Linked DNA regions of Sus scrofa: all the other regions are linked to region 6. A link is a contact called in public Hi-C and HiChIP or PLAC-seq data. All regions are on one chromosome and are shown on one strand. The core of a region is the stretch at or near the end of the contact, and the rest is flanking DNA. Distances in the headings are between cores, read along the strand shown.

Region 1 (4,286 bases), core at 1,005-3,504, 300 kb after region 6:
TCCCCATAGGGAAAAAAAAAATTGTTATAAATAGTGGTATGTTTCCCAGGCCAATCCACAAAGGCCTATTTAACCAACCATGGTGCTGGCATAGCTGTCCTAAGCCATGGGGTCCCCTAAGTCTAATGAGGTTGACTGGGGGGTCAAGGGAAATAGGCAAGAGAGTGGAAGCCCCCAGAAATGTAACAGTTTCCATGAAAACACAGAGGAGAAGATTCTGGCGGGAAGGAGGCAAGAAAGAGGTTGAACAACTAAGCTGAAGTGAAGGTTACAGAGCAGAGGGCCTCCCTCTGAGAGCTCATGGAGTGGGACCATGGCCAACTGGGGAGAGTCCAATGGCAGAGGAGCAGGGGCCAGCCCTCTAGATCTTTCCTAAGCCGAATCCCCTCATGGCATATTTCTCCTTAATATCCAAGTATGTGCCCTCCAGCTCACCTTCTATCCCTGGTCCAAAAAGTTCCTGATTCTCCTCTGGCCCTTTTTCCCACCTCATCCTCTCACTAAAGAGCCCCTGACTGCTGGCTGGTGATATAGTGAAGTTGGCTTTCCTTGCTTTTCTTGCTTTGGGGTTGAGTGCAACATTTGTTTTGACTAACCCACATCCACTCCATTTTGCATCCTTACTCTCAGTAAGTTTCACCATGAGTTCCTTTATGGGAATCACGTTCCCATGATACAGACTGGGGGATTGTAAGTCAAGGTGCCTGGCCCTCTCCTAGCCAAGGGAACCACATGAGGGTTGTACCTTCAATTCCTCTGGGTTATCTCACTCTTCAACCTTATCTTCAATCTGCAAGTGCCTTCTTAGCCTTTCAGTGAATTGCTTTATGCTTGCGTCTGCCAGATTTGCAACACACAGTCTCCAATACGCGCAGGATATCAGTGTTCTGATCATCATTTGTTTTTTTATACTTTCCAACACACTCCCTGATTGCTTGCCTGTCATTTGGCCCCAGTTTACTCCTCACAGGCTTTTGCCTGCTTGTCTGGAACCCCCAAATTGCTGCTGCTGGGAATACACTATGACCCCTGCCATTGCTCTCCTCAGAGAAGGTCTGCACTAAAATGAAAGCAAATGCCCATAAGATTGCTTCCTTAGCCCATCACATCTGCCCCTTCCAACCACATGTCCCAGTCCTCCAGGCCCATGTGTCTCAGAATATCCTGTGTGGCTGAATAGAATCCAGATCCCCAGGTTCCAAGCCCAGGAATTCTTTTTAATAGGTCTAGTGTGAAGCCTAGGAATCTGCATTTCTACAAATACCCACAGTGAATGTAAGACCCATGGTCTGGGAAATGTTGCTGAGTGGTAACTCCCATCATCCCACACGCCCAACAGCTTTGCCCTTCACAAGGTATCTAGCTGGTGCCCTGGCAGCCTTCTTCTGTCACAAAATCTCCAAGTTTTCAGTAAACATTTCTTTTACTTTCATGGATAATGAGATGGACACCAAGAGAACTGGTAACAGGAATAACAGGTAACAGTTCCCTCCCCATAGATCAACTGGCAAAATTTGAAGTTAGTTTTTGTCAAATTGAATCTTGATTTTTAAAAAAAAATGAGATATGAGGCAGAAGGAAATCTGCATATTGATAAAGTCACAGAGATGCTGGTCAGAAGATATACATCCTTATATCCATTCCCTTTGTGTCGTAGTTTGACTAGTCAAAGGATAAAACTCATGCGCACAATGACCTAATAGTCACGCCAAACTACCTGATCAAGGAGAACAGAAATGAAACTCAGAGCCTCAGATCCATAAGCACTCAGTGTACTAAAACTGCCACAGAAAAGGTTTTGTGTATCAGACCATAAGGAAGAGCCCCCCCATCAAAGGCAGGAGGAGGGACCATGGCAGCGCACAAAGGATTTTCTAGCCCTTGTTTCCGTCCTTCCATGAATGGAAAATACTGGAAATGTTGGCAGCAAGACAAAGCAAATGGTCTTTCAGACTTTCAAAAAGTATTGCATTACATGCAGTTCTTAATGATATCTAGTATTAATCTAAAACTAACACCCAAAGCCAACTCCATGGTGTGTTTTATGATTATTAAATGATATGATATTCTCAGTGTCTGGGAACTGACATTTTTGCTCGGAGGTGGCTGGGATTGCTAGCTAAGAGGCTTGTTTTTCTTTGTTTCAACATTTTCCTCTCTGACTTCCTATCACTCCCTTCTATTTGTAGTAGCTGCTCTAGTTTCTGCCCTTAGAAATCTGCTCTATTTATTAACTACTCCTCCGGTGAAGAAATTCCACTGAAATTCCTTCAGGGCCTGGCTGCCTTTCAGCTTCTCTTTGCACATTCCTGCCTCTATGTATGTCACCATCTTAAATAGCTGAGCCTTCTGTGCTTTAATAAGGTCTCTCTATAATCTTTTTTTTTTTAAGAACACAGACCTAGTTTTGCTAAGTTTCTGAATACCTCAGATTGTAAAGCCTCCATAATATTCTAATTAATTTCTGTTCTACCTCAACTGTGTCCTCACTGGTCGGCTAATAACATAAGGACCAGAACTGACCTCATTACAATAACTTCTTACATTTCTTCTTACACTTCGTAATCGAAATGATTCCTCCAGGCTGGTATTTGAATTACATCCCCCACCCTGCTCCCACCCTCCAACCCCCTAGAGGTGCTGTGTTAAAGATTTAGATGTGCATTCTTCATAGATTCCAATTTTCTGGGTTCCAAATTTGGGGTACTGAATTTTTTAAAAGGCAGGTTCTTTTTCTTTGCTAAGTTCATGACATATCCAAGCATTGCATTGTCTGCATAAAAGAAAACTAAGCATGGAAAAGTATGGTTGTGAATTACCACCTGCCAGAATTTACTACAAGAAAGGACAGGAGGGGGAAGAAAACTATAAACATCCCATTCTCTTATGACAGGGGCTTCCTTGAAAAGAAGCTTTCAGAAGCTCTTAGAAAGAACATCCTACCCTTAGGGTAAGCAGTCTGCTAATACTGCATTTGATTTTACCTAGATCTAGGCTTTTAAGGTGTGGTCCTGTGAGAAAATCCCAGCACTCTGTCCACAAATTCAGATTTGTGAAATAATTTCATAAATAGCTCTTCCCCTTCCCTACCCACACCTCATTCTCCTTCTTAAATTGCCTCCAGACCCTGATTGTTCCTCGTAGGAAAAAAAAAAAAACAGTATGGCAGCAGGGAATTTACTGGTTCTTCTTGCTGATTCCTGAGCGAGTGAAAGTACACTTTCCCACTGAATGAAGTGAGACATCCTCAATTTCCTACTTGAGTGGCCTTCTGACATCATCCACTGAGCTCAGGTGCACCTTCAAGGCAGCAGTGCCCTGTATCAACCACAAGGCACCATCTTAAATAGGAGTATTTTCAGTGTTTACTCAGGGTTCCAGATAGCCCTTCTTTGGCTCCTAATGCCAACTCCTTCAGTTTTCTCCTTCCTGGGGAAGATCTTCCTATACCAGTACTGAAAATTCTCACTACCTGTGATTTTTAATTTACACATAGTCATAAAGCCCTGTATGGCTTAGGCAGCACAGATTTTCTTGCTGAATTGTGTTCTCCAGTTTACATTCAGTGCAAGCCAAGGCTTAAATCATGTCACACAAATGAAAATGGAATGTTAGGGAGAGAATTATTTAGGCACCTCACTGGAAGCTAAGTTAAGTTTGAAGATCTCCCTATGACATTGGGCAGTGGCGGCCAGAGTTTTTGTCGCACAGCGTGATTCCCCATCTTCTTCCAAACACAGCTCCCTTTCCTTTGAGGAGCTCCTGTCCTCCAGAGGCAGAGCTTCACCACTTCCCCTGAAATATGGGCAGAAGGGTGCCATCAGTCCCCCAAACAAGGCCAATCATAATCTTTCCCTGAGAGTAATACTCAGCTGCTGGGTGAAAGAAGCCCTGTTGGTACAGACTTTGAATAAAGCGGGATGATTCAGCTCTGAGCTAGTGATGGCCATGTTCTCTGCCACATAGAGAGACCCAGCTGAAAATGAGGCTAAGAAGAGACAAGACTCAAAATATGCGTTCACAGTCTTTGTTCCTGGGGCTCTCCTGCCTAAAGTCTTCTGTGAGATACTGTGTCTTCTTGAGCTTCTTCTGTGAGCCTCCAGATCCTTCAGATCTGTGAGAACTAATATTTTAAGTTTAAGATCATTTGGTTTCAGAGTTCCCATTGTGGCTCAGTGGTTAACGAACCCGACTTGTATCCTTGAGGATGCGGATTCATCCCTGGCCTTGCTCAGTGGGTTAAGGATCCCGGCATTGCCACGAGCTGTAGTGTAGGTTTCAGACAC
Region 2 (4,357 bases), core at 867-3,366, 450 kb after region 6:
AATCCTGTGGGGTGGGTGTACTATGTGATTATGAAACTGGACATAGGCACCCTGCTGAGGTGATTTCTTGTAAATAATACACAGCAGAAACCGTTAATCAGTGTCAGTGCTTTGAACTGAGGATTTACTGATCTAAAAGCATTGCTTATTCATATGCAAAACCATCTTAATTTTCCAGAATTGTGCTCTTTGGTATTCTGAAAATATAATTCCCTTCTGGAATTGTACTTATATGGAATCTATGTCTTTATCTACCTAGACACATTCATACATATATAAACATACCTACATGTGTTTATATATATATTGGGGCCTTCTCGGGAATTTAAAATTATTGTGTCATTCTTGAGTTTCAGGCAAATTTTTTTCCAACTTTTTATATTCGGTCATTCATCCATTTACTGTAGTGAACCTAACTGAAATAGAATTTTTGTTCCTGGCCTCATAAGTTGATTACATATACATATGTATATGTGTGTATATCTACACACATATGTATGAGGTACAATTTTAGCTATTTAATATCTATTTAAAAAATATTTCTTAGGTAGGTATTACTGACTTTTTCTCTCCTAGGTATTGTACTTTATTTTAAAGAAAATACTGTATCAGTATAACTTGGCTATTGTTAAACCTTAATAGAATCATACTTTAGATGGAAAAGTTTTTACTGAATCACTTTTCTTTATGGATCACTCTTTTGTTGTCTAAACAATGAGTGCATAGTTTTCAGTCAAAACTATCAAATTGAAATAAAAAAATCTAACGCATTAAGCCATAATTAACACATAACCATACATAAAAATTACAGCCTTCTCAATTTGTCAAAATCAAAACCATTTCCTGCTTTACTTTGGTAGCAAAGAAGGAGCTAGGCTTTTTTGATTTCTTGACAAATCTCTTAAGTTGTCTTTGAAGACCTTTGTTTATAATGTCTCCATGCATTCTTGTCTTCTTGACATGCTCCCTTCCCTCCAGTGAGATACTAATTAAAGAGAGGCCACTGTGACCCTAGATTGTTTAAAAGTCACCAGGAATGGGGCAGCAGCACAAATCTGGGCAGGAAGTGCTCACTCCTAAAATATAACACAACCCTTAAGACCATCTTATCAAAAAATCTGTTGACTTCTAATAGCCCAAAAAAATGCTTCCTTTGATTTAAAACATACACACTTGAAAACCAAACTAGAATCTCTAATAAAACTTACTTAGTGGATACATCATATATACACTTTTTAGAATTTGCAACAAATAACATCTTATATAATGAATAATAGTTTATTTTAGAGACATTGAAATAAGCTTTGAGGACATTATTTTAAATTTAATGGTGGATAGTTTCATTTTTATGTGGTTTTTTGTGGGGAGAGGAGCCTATATCTTGTTCCTTTTCAAGAATTTGAGACAGCTCAGTATGTATATGAGAAGTTCGCTTGTCTCATATACAGAAAGTTGTAACACTTTAATTAGGATGATGAGAAAGATGAGTATAGTGCTGGCTGATCATGTAGGTACAATTAGGGCAATTTTGTTAATAATGAATTATTTGAAAGAAATGGAAATAATTTAGTAATTTGAATAAGCAGGTGGTATTGCCCGACATCAGATTATTTCCCTCTTGAAATGACTTGCTGTTGTTAAGTGCTTATGTTCAAGAAGCAGTTTCTTATACAACTGTGTTAGTATTTATTTAAGCAATATGCTTTTGATTCCAAGTAATAGAGACACACTACCGTTTGTGTTAATTAGTGGGGGTGGGATTGTTCTAAGACTATATAAAGGAATCAGAATCTCCATTATGAGACTAGACCTCAAGAGAACCCATTAAAGTTTCCTTACCAAGCTTCCAGATCTGCAGGACTGTAGTGGTCATGGCCTTGTGGAGGCCACCTGGGTGATTGTTTTCGGTTCAAGGCACAAATGAAAGAGCAGTAATTTTGAATTTTCCATCTTGAGCTTCCATCATTTCTGCTTCCCAGTTGTTCTTTGTTTAAATGGTTTCTGAGTCTTGCCACTTTACTTCTTGGTATCTCCTGGCAGCTCATTCCTCCACTCCCGAGTCTTAATGTTGAAAATCCTTGCCCCATGAGTCACTATTACAAGTGATGACTCCTTTGTCTCATTGTTTCTGCTTCCTCCCAACTTCAACTTAGTCATGGCCCCTCAGCTGCCTCATGGCCTCCCTCTCTGCACAGCACCCAATGGTTTGACGATAGAAGACTCCCTGTAGATTTTGGTTGAATGAATAGATGAGGAATATTGTTAAAGGAATTACTGTTGTCTTCCTTTTTAATCTTACCTTTTAAGGAGATAATAAGATATAAAAGAACTAAAAGGCAACTGAAAGAGAAAAGATATTTTGAGAAATTTAAGAGACCTGATCATCTCTTTTTGGGTCAAAAAGAATTCACTGTAGTAGTAGGAAGAAATTATTTGTTTACACAGGCATTGAAGAAGTGTATGTTTAAACTTGAGGCTATAGACTATTCCACTAAAAGATAGAAGTGCCTTTAAAATCTTCCACTTCATTCTGCCCATTTAAGCAGCTGTATGTACTATCATGAATGGAGATAATTTAACTTCCGATGCCAAGAAACGAAGCAGTCATTTTCTTGACCATATTCCACCCAAGAACTGATAATCGGTCTTTAATGTAGTCCCGAAGACTGCTTTTCTTTTGGCCTTCAGATTTTTTTTTTTTTTTTTTTTTTTTTTTTGTCTTTTTAGGGCCACACCCTAAGGCGTGTGGAAGTTCCCAGACTAGGAGTTGAATCAGAGCTTCAGCTGCTGGCCTACACCACAGCCACAGCAATGCCAGATCTGAGCCGCATCTGCTATCTACACCATAGCTCACAGCAACACCGGATCTTTAAGCCACTGAGCAAGGCCAGGGATCGAACCTGCACCCTCATGGATACTAGTCAGATTCATTTCTGCTGAGCCACAACAGGAACTCCTGGCCTTCAGATCTTTTTGTTTGTTTCATCCCCTTTGTTTGTTTTTAAATCCTCTACCTTCCAAAGCTTTTGGTTGCTCAGGGTATAAAAATAAACACCAGGACAGAGTTCTCAATTCTTTATTCCTTTGCTTGCTTTTGCTTTTGCTTTTTTTTTTTTTAATAAATCGAGGTTCTGAAGTTCATTTTGTAAAATCTTTCCTAGATTTTGCCATTTATATAATAGTTTATGAATAGCTGGTAGGCATAATTAGACCCAAATGTGTAATTAAGTTTTTTGTTTAAAAGTTTTCATCTGAAAATTGAGTTGAAGAAGAACCTGAAGAGCAGTTTAGGATGCAGTTGCTGTGCTTTTCCTTTTAGAGCATGAATATCCAAAGTTGCCAGTTAATGGGGCTTTTATTCCTCCTGCACTTTGGAAATGATCAACATTCCCAAAGGCATTTGAGAGTATTTTCCCTCATTAGAGAAAAAGTGCTTTTTCAGAGTCTGAGGACTTTCTGTGTGAAAACAAAACAAAACAAAATAGATAATGAAAGTGCTACATGAGTATGAGGAGAATTTTCTCCTTAATTGTATGAAAATGGTACTTTCTTTCTTGCACTCACACACCAATAAATTTAAAATAACTTTTGTTTGTAGAGTTATGACTGCGTGCAAGGCATTGAACTAGACCCCTAGCTCTACACAAGCTTACATATTGCACCAAAATGCACAAGTGGATGTGAACAAAGTACACCACAAGTGGCCATAATAGGGAGCATATAGATTTCACTGGTGACATCAGAGAGAGAGAGAGTACAGGGAATGCTGACCAGGGAAACAGAGGCCCAAGGCAGTTTGGACCACGGTTCTAGATCCCAAGAATGGCTCTAGATGTGGACTCCTTTGCTTGAGTGATTACTTAAGTGCTAATCATGGGTGAACTCATATACAGAAAAGAAACTAGAGCAAGGGGAAAATGAGTGCAAAGGAGAACAACCAAAAGAGTAGTAGACATCCCTGAAAGTGAGTTACAGAACTAAATCATGTTGGCTGGGGGCCAAGAGGCAGCTGCCAGTGAGTGGTAAGGACAGAAGCCAAATCACTGTGGTCTGTAACTAGAATGGAAAGAGAAGGTGTATAAACACCCATTGATGAGTGCTTTCAAGAGCTTGACAATGAACGAGAGATGGAATAAAATAACTTTAGAAGCAAAGAAGTACTTCCCTTCTTTAAGGATAGAGAAGACTCGAGCAAGTTGGCTTATAGGAAGAAAAAGTCATTGCATCTGCTGCTCTTATTTCTAAAGGAAAGTATATTAATGTATTTCTTTTATAGTAAAAAATCAAGTAGCTAAGAAGAAAGGAAGAGCAAGCCAGCATAGAGATTGGGTTGGGGAGATAGGTGTGGGGCCTGGGG
Region 3 (4,338 bases), core at 1,334-3,833, 380 kb after region 6:
ATTTTCAGTATATTATGAACATCCTTGTACATTTCTCTGGTGCATAGATAGAAGGAATTCTTTGAGGTATACGCCTACAACTCGAATTACTGTGTCATTGCATACATGTGCAAATAAAATTGGGTAATGCCAAATTGTTTTCTAAAGTAGTGGATGTACAATTTACATTTCCTCCAGTAAACAGTGTTTTCGATATTTTTCCCTTTTCTTCATCTTCACCTACTCTGAATATTTTCAGAATTCTTAATTTTTGCCAGTCTGGAGAATGTAAAATGGTATCTTATTATTTTAATTTGTATATTCTTTATTACTATTGAATATGAGCATCTCTTCATATGTTATTGGGACAATTATGTTTCCTCCTCTAAAAAATATACACAGTAATTCTTTTACTCATATTTTAACAAGTTTTTCTTTTAAAAATTGACTTCAGGGAGTTCTTTATATATTCTGTATGTCAGTCTTTTGTATTTATATGGACTACAAATAACTATTTTGTGGCTTGCTTTTTCACTTCCTTTATCAATCAGTGTTCTGAATTTTAACATAGTCAAATTGATCAATCTTGCACTCTTGGTCACCTTATTAAAGAAATCTGTCCTTACCTCAAGGCTATAAAGATATTTCCTATATTGTCTCCTAACAGCTTTATCATCTTTTTTTTTTTTTTAATTTTACATCTAGGACTTTAATTCACTTGACGTTTTTTCTTCCCCTTTTGTGAGACAGGGGTCCAGTTTCATTTTTTCCATACGGATAGCCAATTGACCCAGAATCATTTATTGAAAAGCTCATTCTTTCTCCACTGCTCTGCAATACCAACACAGTCATAAATCAAGTGTCTACATAATTGTGGGTGTGCTTCTGGGCTTTGTAACACAGGCTGAATTTTCATCATCCAGAAATAAGTAGAACAGTCTAAGTTTGGTAATTTCTTTTATCAACTCGTGCCTAGAACTCCTGAAATTGTTCTTAACTAATTTCTCCTCCTTCAGTCCCTTCTCTAAACCATCACTCCTAGACCTCCTAGGTTCTTAGGTTAGTTCATATCAGTTCCCTTATCAAATACATTAAAGGGTCCCACATAGAAACAGTGTAAAGAACTATTTTTAGCTCCCCTAGCTAGACAATGAACCTTCTGAACCAACATCCAGATTGACATTGACCTCAGCAGGGCCCACCACACAGCAGAAGCTCAAGCAATACTTGTTTCTTTGTAGGATTTGACATAGGTTAACTCTTAATTATTTTTAAGAGAACATGATTTGCCTCCCGGCATATCCAAAAATTTGTTTTTTCACAATGTATAACCCAGAAATTTGTCTAAATCATATAAAGGTGATAAAGGTTTCATTTCACTATTGCATTGTTTTAAAGTACCTTATTAAGCCTTTTGAAATGTAATCAAATAAAAATGTCACTGTTTAACGAAATCATGCATTCCATTTCAGTTTGATTTACCTTTGTGCAACTATGAACACAGACTGTCAGAAAATCAAAATGACAAAACGAAGTGATCAAGGTCTATTTAATAACAAATTAATTTTTCATTACATTTTATTAGATGTGCAAGATCTCCAATTTGAAAGTGCTTTCTTACTTATCCTATTTGTACATTTTAGTATTATCTCTTGTTGCGCTGGAATATAAAAGTCTTCTACAGGCAGCTTAAGGGACCAATTAACTCCATTAAATTATATCCAGTTATGTAGTGAACTGAACCACTGCTGTCTGGGGCTGTCTGGAGCTGTGACAATTAGGAGATGGAGAGAGGCAGAAAGAGATTGATTTTAATATGTCACAGAAGCACACTGCAACAATATGCCAGCGTGACTTTCAAAATGGCCTTAAAATATTCCAAACTCAGGGAGTTTCCTTGCTCCTGAGTGGGAGTTGACAGACTGTCTGGCAGCGTTAGAAAGAGGCAGAGAAAAGCTGATGTCTATATTGTGTCCTCTGATAATAACGTTCTGCCTCTCTGCGGCATCTCCCCCTTAGAAGGATCCGTCTATTTGTTGTGAGGGTGGTGTGGGTGTGTGTGTGTGTGTGTGTGTGTGTGTGTGGTGCGCTTGCGCGCGCACCCGACCGCTTTGCCTCCTCTGGTGCAGAGGGCATGATTTCACCTCTCACATCTGGGAAAACCATACCGAAGGACACTAAACCTCCCAAGGTCATCTAGAAAATTAGTGTTGTGGCCTGAGGGGGGGTGGGAATGGAAGGGACAGAACCCAGGCATTCTGACTCCAGCTTTGTGGTTGGACACCAAATTATTTTCCTTCCCTTGTGAAAAAAAAAGGAAAAAAAAAATCATTGGGGGGGAGAGTAAGAGATTAATCAGATTTCCTTCTCGTTCCCCCTTACCTCCCCTCTCTCTCGAGATAAAAACTCATGAAAGCAAACGAGGTGTCCACTCTGCAGTTCTTAAGCTGTGTCCCCCCCAAATCCAACCCCACCCTTTACCCTCAACACAAAGCGATCCGGACTCCCAAGGTTTCCGCCCGTCCAACCCCGAGCCTGGGAGGTGAGGAGTGGTTAAAACTCAGCCCTCACCTCCAGCCGGTCCCGGCTCCACGGCGCCCAAGCCACGCCCCCACCGCCCTTCCCCCACGGCCTCGGCCCGCCAGCCCCTCTCCCCTCTCCCAATCGGGCGCACCCACCCCAGATGCCGCCTGGCACCGAGCGCAGCCGCCGCCGCCGCCGCCGCCGCAGCAGCACTTTCCACTGGTATTGATCACCTCCTGGCCCCGCTCAGCCTGCTTGCCGGAGCGGAGCGCTGCCAGAGCGCCAGTCCTTGGCAGCCCCGGAGCAGTTGGGCTCCGGGAGGCAACTCCTTGGGAGCGCCCTGTCCGGGGTGCCCTCTGCGCTCTGCAGTGTCTTTCTCTGTGCCTGGGAGAAGAAGGAGGAGGAGGAGAGGAAGGAGGAGGAGGAGGACGTCTGGTCCGGGCTGGGAGGTGGAGCAGCGGCAGCCGCCGCCGCCGCCGCCGCCGGAAAGGGAGAGGCAGGAGAGATCGAGACTTGGAAACCTCAAAGTGCCCGCGACCCTGCACGGCAGGCTCCCTTCCAGCTTCATGGGCAAAGTGTGGAAACAGCAGATGTACCCTCAGTACGCCACCTACTATTACCCCCAGTATCTTCAAGCGAAGGTAAGGGGGAGCGGGAGACAGGGGACCCGGGAGGAGGGGACGCCGGGGGCGCGCGCTGCTCGGGCCCGGAAGGGGCGCGCGGCTAGTCCCCGCCGCCCCCGGCGGAGTTGCTGGAAGGTTGCTAACTATAGCGCTGGCCTGGGCGAAGCCAGGCTGCGCGCCGGGCGGCGGCTGCCCGCGGAGCGGAGTGCGGGGATCGGGTTACAGAGAGCCGCGGGGGGAGAGACTAGACAGGAAAGAGCCGCCGGCCCCTTCCTGGCCTGGGAGGCGGGGAGGGTCGCGAGCCGAGCGGCGCCCCTCGTCGAGCGTCTGCTGCTGGGTCGCTGACGCCTGGGGCCCGTGCCCGGCCCCGCCGGCGGCGCGGATCTTCGACCACCTTCTCCTGGGCCTCGCGTGGCGAGCAGCAACTCTCGGTTTCCCTCCGAGTGGCGCGGAGCCTCCCGCCCCCGGGGACGCCCCTCAGCCTCCCGCGCGCGCGGTGACTGGGGCTGGAGGGGTTGGGGGTGGGGGGGACGGGACTTTTCCCTCCCCGCCTCCGGCCCTGCGCGCCCGCCCCTCGCGTTGATCTTTGTGCGGTGTGGCACTTCACCTGGTTACTGATTTCTACTTTTACGCTGGTGTTTTGGGTAGAAAAGTGGCCAAAGTTCACTCAGCGTTCATTGATGTCCCTTTAATCTTCCCTGTAGCTTTTGCAAAGGACGGACAATGGGCATATTTCGGTGCAGAGAAAGAAGTGACTTCGTATTTAGTTTAGAAAAATACTACCTTATATGTTTACCACCGATCGATTTCCAGTGGTGCTTTCTCAAAAGTGGCCTTGTCACACTCTTGGGTGACACAGCAGATGACATGTTGCATACAGATTGCGACTGGCTTTCTAGGGACCCTGGGTACGTTGTTAGTGGGCCTATGCTATTTTTACAATAAGAATTTGATTCCTCCTGAATTCATTTGAAAAAAAAAAAATGGGTCCACAAAGAGTGAGGGTTTCACTGCTTTGGAAGCTTCTTCCACGGTTTAGGAGGGCATAAGTTGGCTACCAGCCTTCTTCAGCAATTAGCATCTCCCTTGACTCCTGGTGCCCTTGTAGATCACGAAAGAATCAAGTATGGGCACAGTATCTGAACTTTCTTTGAGGGGTTATAATCATGCTCTGCTTGCTGACACAGGGCATTTCTGGCCTGGTACAAAGAAT
Region 4 (3,883 bases), core at 714-3,213, 500 kb after region 6:
TTTCCAAAATTCATCCTCACGCACCAAGAGTACTTGAACATCCTGCCTTTTGCCCCAGCATCACCCAGAGGCTTGGTAGTACTGCAGCATCTGGCTCTCCCCAAACGGCTGAGTCAAAGTCTGCATTTTAACAGTGCTGATATTCCTCTGCACATCAGCGTTTGAGAAGTGCCACTGTTTTTATTACCCACAAGTGGCAGTATTAGTGGGTTCTGAGATCAATTTGGGTAGTTGGTTCCAGCATTTCTTAGTTAAGGAAATAGATGAGAAAAGATACTCTCAGAATACATTGCATACGATAAGGGAAAATAACTGCTTCACAAAATTTTTGTTTCCGCTTTATATGTCTGTGCCTATAATATATATACAGGGTTTCAGTCTCAGGCAAAAAGTTAAATTCTATGTGGCTCCCAGGCAAAAAAGAAAAAAGGAGGCTGCTGTGCTTTGCAGCCAAAGACCCTCTGTCTCAGAGACAGCCCTCTGCTTACTCCATTCTGTTTCCTCACAGACAGTTATGGAGAGATACATACACAGAGATGCATAATGAAGAGCTGTCCTACAGTAATTATCCGTATTGCATCAGACGAAAACTGCCGCATTTTACCATGAAAAGAAATACACTGGATCTTAGCCAAAAGGCCGAGAAGTGATCATGAAAAGAAGTAAATGTAATCATAAAATTTTTTGAGTTGTATTAATTCCGAAATTTTTCCTGTTGCCGATGTTTTACTTTGGCTGGAAACAAATCACAACCCTGTCAGATAAGATCTAATTTTTTGCATTATTATTGTATGGGAAGATTTCAAATACTCATTCAGTTTCCTGAAAGGACAGATAATGCATTTTTCTCCAGGGGCTAATTTGCAAAACCCATAATACTGCAGGCTGATTCACATGTCCCTTTGCATCTTGGAAAAAAAAAATTTAACTTGAATAAATTCATTTGGGGTTTTTTGGGGTAAGCTGGCTCATATAATTTTTCTAACTTTTATGTTTAGTTAATCACTTTACAATACTTTCAGGAAGTATTGTTTAGTGTGAAGAAAGTGTATTTTTAAATAGGTAATTTCCATCCTGAGGACTTTGCAATCTCAGCGATAATTCTTTAGTTACAAGAAATGCTAGAAGATACCAACTGTACTGTACATGGCCTTTTAGAAACAGCTGGAAGGAAGTTGTCCGCACTGGCGTCCTAGCTCCACTGGGGTGAGACAGGAAATTCAGGGCTTTGCGGAGGTGTTCTGAGCTGTCATGATAAAGATAACACTGCATTTCTCTTAGGAAGTTTCCTTTTTTCAATCTATTTTGAGTAAAAAGGAAGAGTTTGTTCTTTTCCCTTCACAGGGCTCTCTGTGCTCTGTGTTGAGGAACAACATGGGGTGTGAATTTGGAAATTACTCATTTGAGACCCAGAAGGGGGAGAAAAACACTCCACCTGCATTCAGAATCCAGGAGAGTAATTACTCTCATACCTGAAGTTGGACGGGAATTTTTGGTTGACCATGTTGCAATAACTAGTTGTTATGAACTTTCTTTAAAGGTGGTTTTGGAGCTATTGCATGGTGTATATGTATGAAATTATAGAATGTGAAATGCATCTTTCTATACTGATCACCCCACACCTTGAAACAAAAGGATGCCAGGCTATTAACCAACAGAAAGTCTCAATAGGTCAAAGTTATTAAGGTGATTTCAGCTATAAAATTTTCATCTGAAGACCACTCTGGAACCTTGAATACTGTCTTTAAAAGTTTTGTTTTGTTTTGTTTTGTTTAATTTCCTTCCGATAAGCTTTAGTTGTAATTTTAGGATAGCTTCTGAACTCATAGTACTTCCTCATAAGCATCTGTGATTAAACAGGGAATCTGTGCTTGGCCTGAGTGGTGTAGGCAGTCAGGAGCACAGTGCACACCCTTCCTGTCCGCCAGCTGTGTGCGTAGTGGCGTCAGGGAAGTCTTCCTTCTTGGGTCTGCCCTTCCAACCTCCTGCTCCATTTCTCTGGCTGTTGGTTGGTAGATAGTAGTATCTAGGGACCTGGCTGCATTCTGTCTTGATCGGCCTTAGCTGGAGACAGCAAGAAGCATTCCCCAGCCTTAGACTTTGGAAATGGAAGGGTGTTTAGAAATCACCCAATCTAACTCACTCACTTCCCAGGTAAGGAATTGTGCTGCCCAGAGATGCTGCTCCCGTTACTGGCCATGGCGAGATTGGAATCCAGATATTCAGATTTTTCCATTCAGTCATTTTTCTTTTCTATATGCCTTTTCATGGAGAGGAGGGGGAAAAAGTTCCTAAGATTTATGTCCCCCACACACTGTTTTCTTCATTTGTCACTTGATTTTTTTTCTTTCTCACTATGACTCAGACCATCATGTGTCACATCATATCCATATTCTGTATCAATTTCTGGGTGACCCTACTACATTTCTAGTGTTATCCCCCTGACCCTTCCCCTCCCCAAATATCAGCTTGTCCTAGCATACCCTTTGAGCCAACCAAGATTGGTCTTTTCCCCGGTTTTCATGCAGAATGATCCCCCCCCCCCCCCCCCCGTATCTTTGCTGGCTCTTCTCTTCCCCACACCCACCCCTTTCAGGACTGCCCTTCCTCTGTTTTTAATGGTTTGCCATTAATATTCAGCTCACTCAGCCATCTGCCCCCTCTGTGAAGTTCTGTCCCAGGCTCTTTCATCCCTGATCTTCCTTCCCTTCGTTGAACTCTTATTATTTTTAGAAACCATGCCCTACCACACCATGATATGTGATGCAATTAAGCGCAGCTAAGGCCAGGAGCCCACTGCTAAAAGCTTTTCCTTCCTAATAAATGTGCTTTCTGGTGAGGAAGTTTTGAACCCATTTATTGTCTTAAGCCCCTCACATTCTTGCCTTCCAGTTTTCTGGTGAATAACTTATATTTAATGCTTTCAGTCCATTATCTTCATGTTCTTTTTGTTTTTTAAAGATTTTTTTTTTTCTTTTAAGAGTAGTTTTAGGTTTACAACAAAACTGAGAGGGAAGAGTTCCCCTGTGGTGCAGTGGGTTAAGAATCTGACATCACTCTCGCAGCTCAGGTCACTGCTGTGGCTTGGGTTCGATCCCTGGCCTGGGAATGGGAAATACAGAAATTTCCCATATCCTCCTGCCCCCCCACATGCATTAGTTTCCTCCATTATCCACATCATTCACCAGAATGGTACATTTTAAAATTTCTGTGTAAGTCCTAAATTTGTTTGTTTGTTTTTTTATCTGAAGCCTAAGAAAATGATGCTTTATTAATGGACTCAGGTAAAGCGATTTCTATGTAGAGATCTCAACTTTACACACAAGGGTCAGCTTGAATAGGTATCTTAGAGAATATGAATTATGAAATCTTAAGAATTTTCATTTTTAAATTTTATTTGAATAGCTAAGCTAACAACATGGACCTCTCTGCTTTGACAGACATAATCCAGCAAAACATATTAGATAATCTGCTGCTCAATATCATAGTTTTAGAAGCTACCAAGTTTGTATTCAAACAAGAGACAGTGATGGTATGAAATCAGTTCATTAACTAACAAGCTCTGTGATTTTAAGCTTTGATATCCTGGCCTTTCGTGGGATTTAACTGATATTTGCCCATTTGTCCTCCTTCCCACATGATGGCTGAGTAAGAACCTGCATGTGTGAAGGGGCACTATTGTTCTTGGTTCACGTAGGTGCTGTCCTGTCGCCTCCTGGTCTACCCGGAACAACATCTGCTTCCTGGATGACTTCTCATCTCTCACTAATCACCTCCCACTTCTCAGCTGTACTTTCCCAGCTCCCTGTGCCAGGAGCTTTATCTTTCTCAGCCATTATTCTTAGCTCCCTTTGAGCCACTCAGATGTTGAAAAGGAAACAAA
Region 5 (4,301 bases), core at 575-3,074, 470 kb after region 6:
TTGGAGGTGAAGGAAGATGCTATGAATGTGGGTTCCTGATATTTGGAATCACCACTGATGCCAAAAGACCGTTCTGCAGAATGATTGTACAATTTCTTCTTAAAACTACATTGTATAAGGAAAGGAGCCAGCCAGTTGGAGTTAAAGCAGAGATGGGTGGCGCTTGGCCCCCTCCTACCCCATGTTATGAATCAAGGAGCAGTGATCTGTGGCATCATCTAGCATAAACAGGATTTTCCTGCATCACAGGCCTATGAGCATATTAGAAACACACCTGCCCAGCTCAGGTCAGAGTGAGATGCTTTAACTGGAGTGATAACCCAGGAGGCACTATCTAGACAAAGAGTGTTGGTTCAAGTCTCGGTGGAGAAACATGTATGTCCTGTTATTTTTTGACTGTAACTTTCCGATATAGGAGCTTCCGAAGCAAACCCGGTCTGACTATATGAAAACACCCCCACAACCAAAATAAAAACCAATTTATCAAGACTTTTATAGTTTTGAAAATACTTTAGTGTGTTTCAAAAGAAAAAGTGCTTTGTGCTGAAAAGCCTTTAAATAGAGACAGTATATATTTTCATCTTATTTTGAATTCTTTTATTAGCTGCTTTCCCCTCCAATTCCTTACGTCATTTGGGAATTGCTTTCTTGAAGTAATTGACATAAGTCATATACTTTGGTGTTTACAAATTGAGGCGTGTAGCAAGTCCTTTTTTGCCTGGTGGTTTTCAGTGGGGTCTTTAGGGTAGGGGTGTGAGTACCGGAATTTTCGTGTGTGTGTGTTTCATTTCTTTACAAATGATCTTACCACCCTATAGCTATGTTTGTTCAGTGTTGCTAACTTTTGATGAGTGAAGTACTTATCTCCTCAGTTTAAATACATTTACATAGTTTGCTGCTTTCTTGAAGATTAACTGGGTGTAGCTGCACGTGAAGAATTCAACAGTGATTCAGTGTTTGGCCTTGTTAGAGGATGACATACAAAGCTGTTGATTAATCCCCTCCAAGCAGTTTCTTTTCACAGCAATTTTTGTGTAGTAGATTGGGTTTTGTTAAAGTTTGAGGATTAAAGTTGTTCCGAGAAATGTTTCAAAGAACACTGTCTGAGCCCAGGCCCAATTTGTTGATTTTTTTTTTTTTTTTTCTTAAAGAAGGTAAACCTTTTCAAGCCACAGATCGGGAAATGAGCAGAACATTACATGGGTATACATACAAAGGTCTTGCCCTGTTTCTATAGTAGGTTCTGTCAATGTGTTTGTAATTCAGTAGGACTGAAATAGGTATCCACTGGCACTTGGAAAGTATGAAATTCACCAGCAGTGATCATCCAGTTTCTCTGCAACGCATCCCTTTTGGCATCTCCCTACATTTTCCATAGTTCATTTCATGTTTTGAACACATTTCCCGTTGTTCTTTCCTTCCTTACAGAGACTGCAGTCAGCTGGGCTCGCCATATATTGGTAATACTTTTCAAGCCCGTTCTAGGTGGTGGGAGGGGAGTCTGCCTTATCCAAATTTCTGAGAATACATTTCCAAAGCACTCTGCCCATAAATAAATTTTTTAAGATATGTGTGTATGTATATATATACATACACACATATATATATACACACACACACACATATATATGCTATCCCCTCCCAACCTCAGCTATATTTAATCTTCCCAGCATTCATATAAAGTAGAAAAGGGTCAGGTACTTTGAAGCGGTGAATTTAAATGGCCAGGTTGGTGAAAGCTAGGTCTCTGGAGTCAAGGGCTATGTCTGCTACCAGGAAAAAAAGAAGGAAGCCCGGTCAAGAGCAGCTGTAGTCCCACCACACTTCCCTTTACTTGGCCTCCCAAAGACATGTGGTTCACAGAACAGCCCAGATTTCAGCTTTGGGAAGTGTAGCTCTGTAATTTATTAGTGTTTTTTTGTTTGTTTCATAAAGGCCTTTGCCCTAGGGTTGTCACACAGCACACGGGACACCAAGTTAAATGAGAATTTCAGAAAAACAACAAATACTGTTCTAGTATAAGTATGTCCCAAATATCGTGTAGTACCCTGTGTTTTTATTTGCTAAATCCAGCACCTGTATCTCTGGGGAACCCAACTCACTTTTTCAAACAAGTTATACAAGACATCATAATTGTAAACCATATTATTCCCATATTTTCCTCTTAAAATCTTGCCTCCTAGCATATTCCTTGAGCCCTGGTAGTGCAGATTTCACATTTTAACTTCTTTAACCACCACTCAACCTAATTGAACAACCCTGGCTTAAGTCCTGACTCTGTCACTTGCTTGCTCTTTCACTTAACCTCCCAAAGCCTCGGGTTTCTGTTAAATAAAGATAATAGTGGCCACTCCACAGGGTTGTTGTTGTTAATCCTTCTAAGGTGTTATTATTATTAATGTCCCTACAGAGCAGGCAACAGCGGGTGGTCCTGGGAGGCTCTGTGTGATCCTGGGAGACCTTGACACAGCCTCTAAGAATGGACTTTGTTTAGAAGGTGGGGGCAGCCTCCAAAAGGGTAAGGATCTGGAGCTTGAAAATGAGGCTCTCAACCACATTAAAAAAATTTAAAAATCCAAAAGAAGTAGAAAAGAGCATCACATCATATTTTAAAACGGTTGTTCCTGTGTTTACTGTTGTTAGCAGAGTTTGCTTTCTCTTTGAGGAAAAGAAAGCCTTTCAACTCTCTATAATGATTGGAGTAGGGAAAAAAGAGCATTTATCACTCTTATTGATGAAAAAATCCTACCTTTTAATTTGTTTGAAAATGGACAGATTTGATTATTAGTATATGCATGATGATTTCCTGAATTCTTTCCTTTGTCTTGTTTGTACATTTGATTTTCGGAGATGCTGTCTTTGCCTTTCTCAGAAAAATAAACATTTTTTTCCCTTCTTGGACATCTGTAGGTGTTTGGTGGGTGTTTGTTTTTAAACTCGCATCTGTAGAGAATTCTTCACTTAATACATTCTAAAAGCTTGGTAAATTTTAAAAATAGGATAGGCATACCATGAGGAAAGAAGCAAGCTTTTCATGGAGTTAGGACAAGGTAAAAAAATTAAAGGGAGCAAACTAAATTCTGTAGTAAAATAATGAATCAATATAGCTGTTGTTATTTAACACTTATTAAATGGCAGCAGCCACAACAAAACCTGGTGTTAAACGTAGTAGTGCTCTAATAAATAGAAATGTATTTTGGCTCCACATTATTCATTTAAACATATGGACTTACAAAAAAAAATGTAATGCAAACTAGGGAAACTTGTATTTGTATTTGTTAATTGTGCCTACGAAGACAGCCTCAAAAATGCATTTAAAAAAAAAAAAAAAGACTGGAAGGAAATATGCCAAAATGTTAACAAGTGTTTTCGTCTCTTGGTGGGTGGAATCATGACTAACTTATTTTTCCTTATTCTCTTTATATTAATTTTTCAGCCTTCCAGGACCCCTTGCTCCCCACATGACCATACAGTCCTTTGGTTATAAAGAAAAAATATAAAGTGAAAAAAAAAGTAGAAAATTGTATTTTTATTTATTTTTAATATTTAAAAATTGCTGTGAAATCCCTATTCTCATATTATTGAGAATTTCAGCATCGCATGTAAGTGCTCCTTGTTTCTGTGCTGGAGCTTTAGGATATGATCCTTTCCTATTTTTTATGCATTTCTGTTCTTATTTTTATTGCAAATTCCTGTGTCACGTTTTTGGAAATCACCTATTTCTCACAAATAATTTTTATATTTATGAACTTAGTCTTTCCCTATTTTATATATACTAAGCAGAAATTCTGTACTTTCTAAAAAACATTTTTTAGGACACCAATTTCTATGAGTCAGTAATAAGGAGAAAATATCTATGGAATTTCATATGTTAGGTTACTTTTCAGGAAAGTAGTTATTCTAAATATTGAGGCATTCCTGCTGTTTTCTCTGTTGTCATTTGACCTATAGCTGCATTTAAATACAGCTGTTTTGCCGACAAATTCAACCATATATAATTTCTGTATTAAACGTGAAAAACTGAGACTGTTCTACTACTCATGTCATAATCCTTTGGGGTTATTTTATTTATTATAAATACTTACGATTGTCTCCATCACACACTTCCTTTTCAGTGTAGCTTTTTGAAAGGGCAGTGGGGCGAGAGGTGTGGCTTCCTTACAGGCAGCTGTAATTTATAATGGAACAGTGGAAGTCTCTGTAAGAAACAGTACAGATAATGTCTGCACTTCAAAAGCTGTTGTTACTGTGTAACCCAGGGGGATTTTCAGTATATCAGGGGAGTTTTAGGTGTGCTCTGT
Region 6 (4,146 bases), core at 1,173-3,672:
TATTTTTCATTTTTTAAGGAATCTCCATACTATTTTCCATAATGGCTGAACACATTTGCTCAAAGTTTAAAAAGAAAAACACTAATGTTTTTAGCATTACTTGAAAAATCAATTTCCATACAGTAGAAATGACTCTTGCCTGTGTATTTCCATGGATTTTAACACATGCGTAGATTTGTGTAACCACAATCAGAATGGGGAAGAGTTGCATTTCCCCTAAAACTCCCTTGCTCTATCCCTTTGTACTCACCTCTCCTCCCCCCTCTAATCCCTCGCTACCACTGATCTGTTTTCTGTCACTTTAATTTTGTTTTTTGAGAGTGTGATAAAAATGCAATCATACAGGATGAAAATTTTGAGATTGGCTTCTTTCATGCTGAAAATGAGGCCTTTGAGATTCATCCAAATTGTTGTGAGTATCAATAGTTTGTTCCTATGTACCACAGTTTATTTATCTATTCACTTATTGAAAGACATTTGAGTTTTTTTTAGTTTTCATAGTTATGAGTAGAATTGCTATAAACATGTTTGTACCAGTTATTGTGTGAATATATTTTTATTTCTCTAGGGTAAATATGTAAATATGGGGTTGCTGGGTCATACGGTAAATTGATGTTTAACTTCATAAGAAACTGCCAAAACTCTTTTCCAATTTTTGTATTATTTTCATATTTCTACCAGCAATATATGTGTGGTCTAGTTTCCTCATACCACTTGTCAGCACTTGGTATTGTCAATATTATTTTAGTCCTTGTAATAGGTTTATGGTGGTGTCTCATCATGTATTTAATTTGAATTTCCCTAGTGGCTAATAATGTAGAACACTTTTCATTTGCTTACTTGCCATCCACATTTCCTCTCTGGCTAAATATCTGTTCAAGTCTTTTGCCCATTAAAAAATTGGGTTGTTTTCTTACTTTTGAGTTCTGATAATCCTTTACATATTCTGGATACAAGTCTTTGTCAGATATGTGATTTGAGAATATTTCTCCCGTTTTCTCATTCTCTCAACAGTGTCTTTCATAGAGCAGAAGCTTTAAAACGTGAGGTCTCAGGATTGGTCTTGAATATTCCATGTGGATGCTGGTTGATTCTCAGTCTCCCAGCTTCCCTTCATCTCATCCCCATATGTTTGGTCTCCGCATTGAATTCCCAAGATTCTCTCATACCACTTGCCCAAAGAGTTAATTCGAGCTCTTTATTATGTAATATAAAGAAATACTTGAGTTGCTTTTAAAATCAATTCAACATTTGGTAAGTTCGTTATGCTCTTGTATCCATACACATTTCTGAGTCATTCTATCTGGCAGGTAGACACGTGGTCTTCTTCACCTTGCTCTCAGTCAAACCTAGTATATCAGAAGATGTGAGTACCATCACTGTAAGGGATTTTGGAACCCTGGTAGTAAACATGTGGTCTGTGGATCAGCAGTGTCAGCATTACCTGGGAGCCGGTAAGGAATTCAGACTCAGACCCTACCCTGAGCCTAAGAGTTAAAATCTGCATTTTAATGAGATCCCCAGGTGCACATTAACGTTTTCTAGCACAGCTGTATAGCTCATCTGGTTCTCACTCTTATTTTCCAAACAAAGAAACTGAGGTCCGAAGAGATCAAGGATGGACCCAAGGTCAGAGGCAGGTGGTGCTAGAAGCCAGGATGAGAACCTGGCCCTCTCAATTCAAGGCCAGTGTGCTCTGCATGGCACCACCTGCCTCCAGCATTTTGAATGACAACGACAGCCTAAGCTTCTCCCCCATCCTTGGCCATGCGTGGAGCATCAGCATTTGTCTTGATGTGGTCTTGTTCCAAAAGACTCCCTTCACTTCTTATTTCCAATATCCCTTAGGATTATCCAACTTTCAAATTGCAGGCTTTTGAATTTTCCTAATGAAATGAACTAAACACTCTTTGGGGGAATAAAATGATTTTTCCCCTTGCATTTGTTTACTTCTCTGTAAGCTCCTGAGATGGCTTACATGCTAGTTGTTAATCACACCATCTGTTCCAACAGCACTTCGAAATCATTTGATTCATACTTTTCTTTTTAAGGAATTTTTTTTTCTAGAACAATATGTTTATGTCTGTGTTACTCCCATCATTTGGCAATGCAGTATGAGCTATTTAAACTTTCCTATTTATTGTAAATGGCTTTTCAATCAGCAAATATTTTTTTAAATGTGCGTACACCACAAAAAACTGTGTCTACTGACTTTTCAAACATTGGAAACAGTAGAAAAATCTGTTTCAGTCTGTCTGTTGTCAAATTTTTAACCATCTGATTATATTTAAATGAAGCGTTTGGGAGGATGATTTATCTGAATGACCCTGAGAAATTTTCCCCATTGGCCCTGAAGATGGCAGTGCTGTGCAATTTAGCACAACCCTTCACTCCCCGCCTCCACCCCTCAAAAGGAATTTCTGGAATGGGCGAACTGGGGGAGGATTCGCTAAATCTGAACCTTCTAACACTTAGCATAAACCTCTTCTGAACCCTGGGATAATTTGGTTTATCTTTTGCTCCTTTTGTTTTTGTTTAAAGCTGTACCCCATGCATTTCCTGTTTCCAGCCAGGATCAGAAATGGAACTAGTTTAAAGGTTATTCCCATATCACGGGTAACCAGGAAGTGCCTATACAGTTTACTGAGAAGCTGGTTTTCACAAGGCCGCTTGGCTTTAAAAAAAAAATTTTTTTTTTTTTTTTTAAATCCCAACAAAGGCTCAACCCAAGATAAGCAGATAAGTGGGAACTAAGAATACCAGAGGTTTTGAATGCCTACTGGGACCACATCTCTGGGAGCTTGCCACTGCTGTTTTCCTCTTCTCAACAACGGAGGCCTGCTGTCACATTCTTTAAATTTCGTTAGCAGGATCTGGAACAGGGGTTTAGAGGGACACATGCTCAGGCCCCGGGCAGTATAAATTTCTGGCTCCTGTCATTGTTAAGGTATGGGCACAGAAAGAGAAGAGGATGAGAGTGTGTAGATATATCCTACTTACTTTTTGAGACTTTCAAAATTTGGTGACAATTCTACTCCCCAGAAAACATTTATTAAAGATGTAATTATGTGAAAGGCATTATGTTAAGTGCTGTTATAAAGAAGAGCCAGCAATATTTATGTGCCACAAGTCAGACCCTTGCCAAATGCTTTAGCAACTTTTCATTTAATCTTTACCAGAATGGTGTGAGGCAGACACTATACTCAATTTTTTTTTTTAACATGTGGAAGCTGAGAGACAGGGAGGTTAGTAAATGTGCTAGGTCATGCAACTTGAAAATAAAATTGCTGAGATTCAAAGTCAAGCCTCCTAAACTTAGAACCTGTACAATCAATTGTTGCCTTGTATTTTGATTTATAGATGATGACATAGCATAGACATCAAACTCTCAAGTTAGAATTAGACATATTTGATACCCATTTAAGGATGTCAGAGAAGGGGAGACTAGGTCTCAGGAGTATTTTCCTTCTGCTAAATGTGACACAGTTGTAAAAAAGCCAGACCTTCAGTGAACATGTATGCCATTTGGTTGGGGAATCAACATGTTCCCCAAGGTGGAACAGCACACCTAAATGACTCAAGATGTCTTTTCCCAGTGTGATCTATTCAGAAAATTTCTAGGGCAGAGACTTGCTAATAAAACTATGGAGGAGTTCCCTGGTGGCCTAGTGGTTAAGGACTTGGATTCCATCATAGGTCAGGGAACTTCTGTATGCCATGGGTGCTGCTGAAAAAAGAAAAAAATCAAACCAAGCCAAAACAAAAACAACTAGGGAGACCAAGTATACCCAGTTGGAACTGTAGTTTTAGACACCCCGGGATAAAACACACCATAATTTTCAAACCGTTTTTTTTTCCTCAGTGTTTTGTACCATTGCCCATGTCCAGAGGACATCTCAAGCTGGTTCTGTTTAACCCCCTCCCAGTTCAAATATAAGGACCTTCTCTTTCATGTTTGTCATTAAAATCTGGATGTATGGCATCCTATTTCCCTTCTCTATGCTTCTGAAGGTCTTACAACATTGCCTAGGACAGTCATTCTCAAAGTGTCAGCCTTGGACCTGCAGCATCAGCAACCCTTGAGAACATGTCAGAAAGGCAAATTCTAGGTCCTATCCCAGAAACAGTTTCATCAGAAACTCTGAG

Evidence for each region. A called contact is a pair of places that touch in the nucleus more often than the background predicts. HiChIP or PLAC-seq counts read pairs in DNA pulled down with a chosen protein or histone mark.
Region 1: a Hi-C map of embryonic fibroblasts shows a contact between it and region 6, with 2.5 times the contacts expected there. The contact joins two enhancer-like sites. A contact is called at or near these places in 3 of 47 Hi-C or Micro-C datasets (alveolar macrophages, embryonic fibroblasts and fibroblasts) and 2 of 2 datasets of contacts at active chromatin or transcription factors (alveolar macrophages and skeletal muscle).
Region 2: an H3K27ac HiChIP or PLAC-seq map of alveolar macrophages shows a contact between it and region 6. The contact joins two enhancer-like sites. A contact is called at or near these places in 6 of 47 Hi-C or Micro-C datasets (embryonic fibroblasts, heart right ventricle, mesenteric adipose tissue and 2 more) and 2 of 2 datasets of contacts at active chromatin or transcription factors (alveolar macrophages and skeletal muscle).
Region 3: a Hi-C map of embryonic fibroblasts shows a contact between it and region 6, with 3 times the contacts expected there. The contact joins the promoter of RBMS1 here to the enhancer-like site in region 6. A contact is called at or near these places in 5 of 5 promoter capture datasets (fetal liver, fetal skeletal muscle, liver and 1 more), 15 of 47 Hi-C or Micro-C datasets (alveolar macrophages, embryonic fibroblasts, fetal heart ventricle and 8 more) and 2 of 2 datasets of contacts at active chromatin or transcription factors (alveolar macrophages and skeletal muscle).
Region 4: an H3K27ac HiChIP or PLAC-seq map of alveolar macrophages shows a contact between it and region 6. The contact joins two enhancer-like sites. A contact is called at or near these places in 3 of 47 Hi-C or Micro-C datasets (liver, omental adipose tissue and skeletal muscle) and 2 of 2 datasets of contacts at active chromatin or transcription factors (alveolar macrophages and skeletal muscle).
Region 5: an H3K27ac HiChIP or PLAC-seq map of alveolar macrophages shows a contact between it and region 6. The contact joins two enhancer-like sites. A contact is called at or near these places in 3 of 47 Hi-C or Micro-C datasets (embryonic fibroblasts, omental adipose tissue and subcutaneous adipose tissue) and 2 of 2 datasets of contacts at active chromatin or transcription factors (alveolar macrophages and skeletal muscle).

Annotation. Positions count from the first base shown.
Region 1 is chr15:67,484,794-67,489,079 of Sscrofa11.1, reverse strand. No RefSeq gene overlaps it. Among named protein-coding and RNA genes, the nearest start is that of RBMS1, 78 kb to the right of the region's middle. Within about 2 kb of position 2,254, at least 19 of the 83 cell types and tissues checked have an H3K27ac peak or open chromatin away from gene starts, as enhancers often do. A contact at or near this core is called in embryonic fibroblasts, where this site is marked.
Region 2 is chr15:67,334,825-67,339,181 of Sscrofa11.1, reverse strand. All of the region lies in intron 1 of RBMS1 (RNA-binding motif, single-stranded-interacting protein 1), which reads left to right. Among named protein-coding and RNA genes, the nearest start is that of RBMS1, 72 kb to the left of the region's middle. Within about 2 kb of position 2,116, at least 11 of the 83 cell types and tissues checked have an H3K27ac peak or open chromatin away from gene starts, as enhancers often do. A contact at or near this core is called in alveolar macrophages and embryonic fibroblasts, where this site is marked.
Region 3 is chr15:67,407,672-67,412,009 of Sscrofa11.1, reverse strand. RBMS1 (RNA-binding motif, single-stranded-interacting protein 1) reads left to right here and starts at 2,583. Exons shown (of 14, transcript XM_003133427.6): 1 at 2,583-3,143. The coding sequence starts at 3,069. LOC106506256 (a long non-coding RNA gene) reads right to left here and starts at 2,770. Exons shown (of 3, transcript XR_001301448.2): 1 at 2,658-2,770.
Region 4 is chr15:67,291,346-67,295,228 of Sscrofa11.1, reverse strand. All of the region lies in intron 1 of RBMS1 (RNA-binding motif, single-stranded-interacting protein 1), which reads left to right. Among named protein-coding and RNA genes, the nearest start is that of RBMS1, 120 kb to the left of the region's middle. Within about 2 kb of position 1,963, at least 9 of the 83 cell types and tissues checked have an H3K27ac peak or open chromatin away from gene starts, as enhancers often do. A contact at or near this core is called in alveolar macrophages and skeletal muscle, where this site is marked.
Region 5 is chr15:67,313,569-67,317,869 of Sscrofa11.1, reverse strand. The region is part of intron 1 of RBMS1 (RNA-binding motif, single-stranded-interacting protein 1); the gene reads left to right. Among named protein-coding and RNA genes, the nearest start is that of RBMS1, 94 kb to the left of the region's middle. Within about 2 kb of position 1,824, at least 6 of the 83 cell types and tissues checked have an H3K27ac peak or open chromatin away from gene starts, as enhancers often do. A contact at or near this core is called in alveolar macrophages and omental adipose tissue, where this site is marked.
Region 6 is chr15:67,787,882-67,792,027 of Sscrofa11.1, reverse strand. No RefSeq gene overlaps it. Among named protein-coding and RNA genes, the nearest start is that of TANK, 180 kb to the left of the region's middle. Within about 2 kb of position 2,422, at least 48 of the 83 cell types and tissues checked have an H3K27ac peak or open chromatin away from gene starts, as enhancers often do. A contact at or near this core is called in alveolar macrophages, embryonic fibroblasts, fetal skeletal muscle and 6 more, where this site is marked.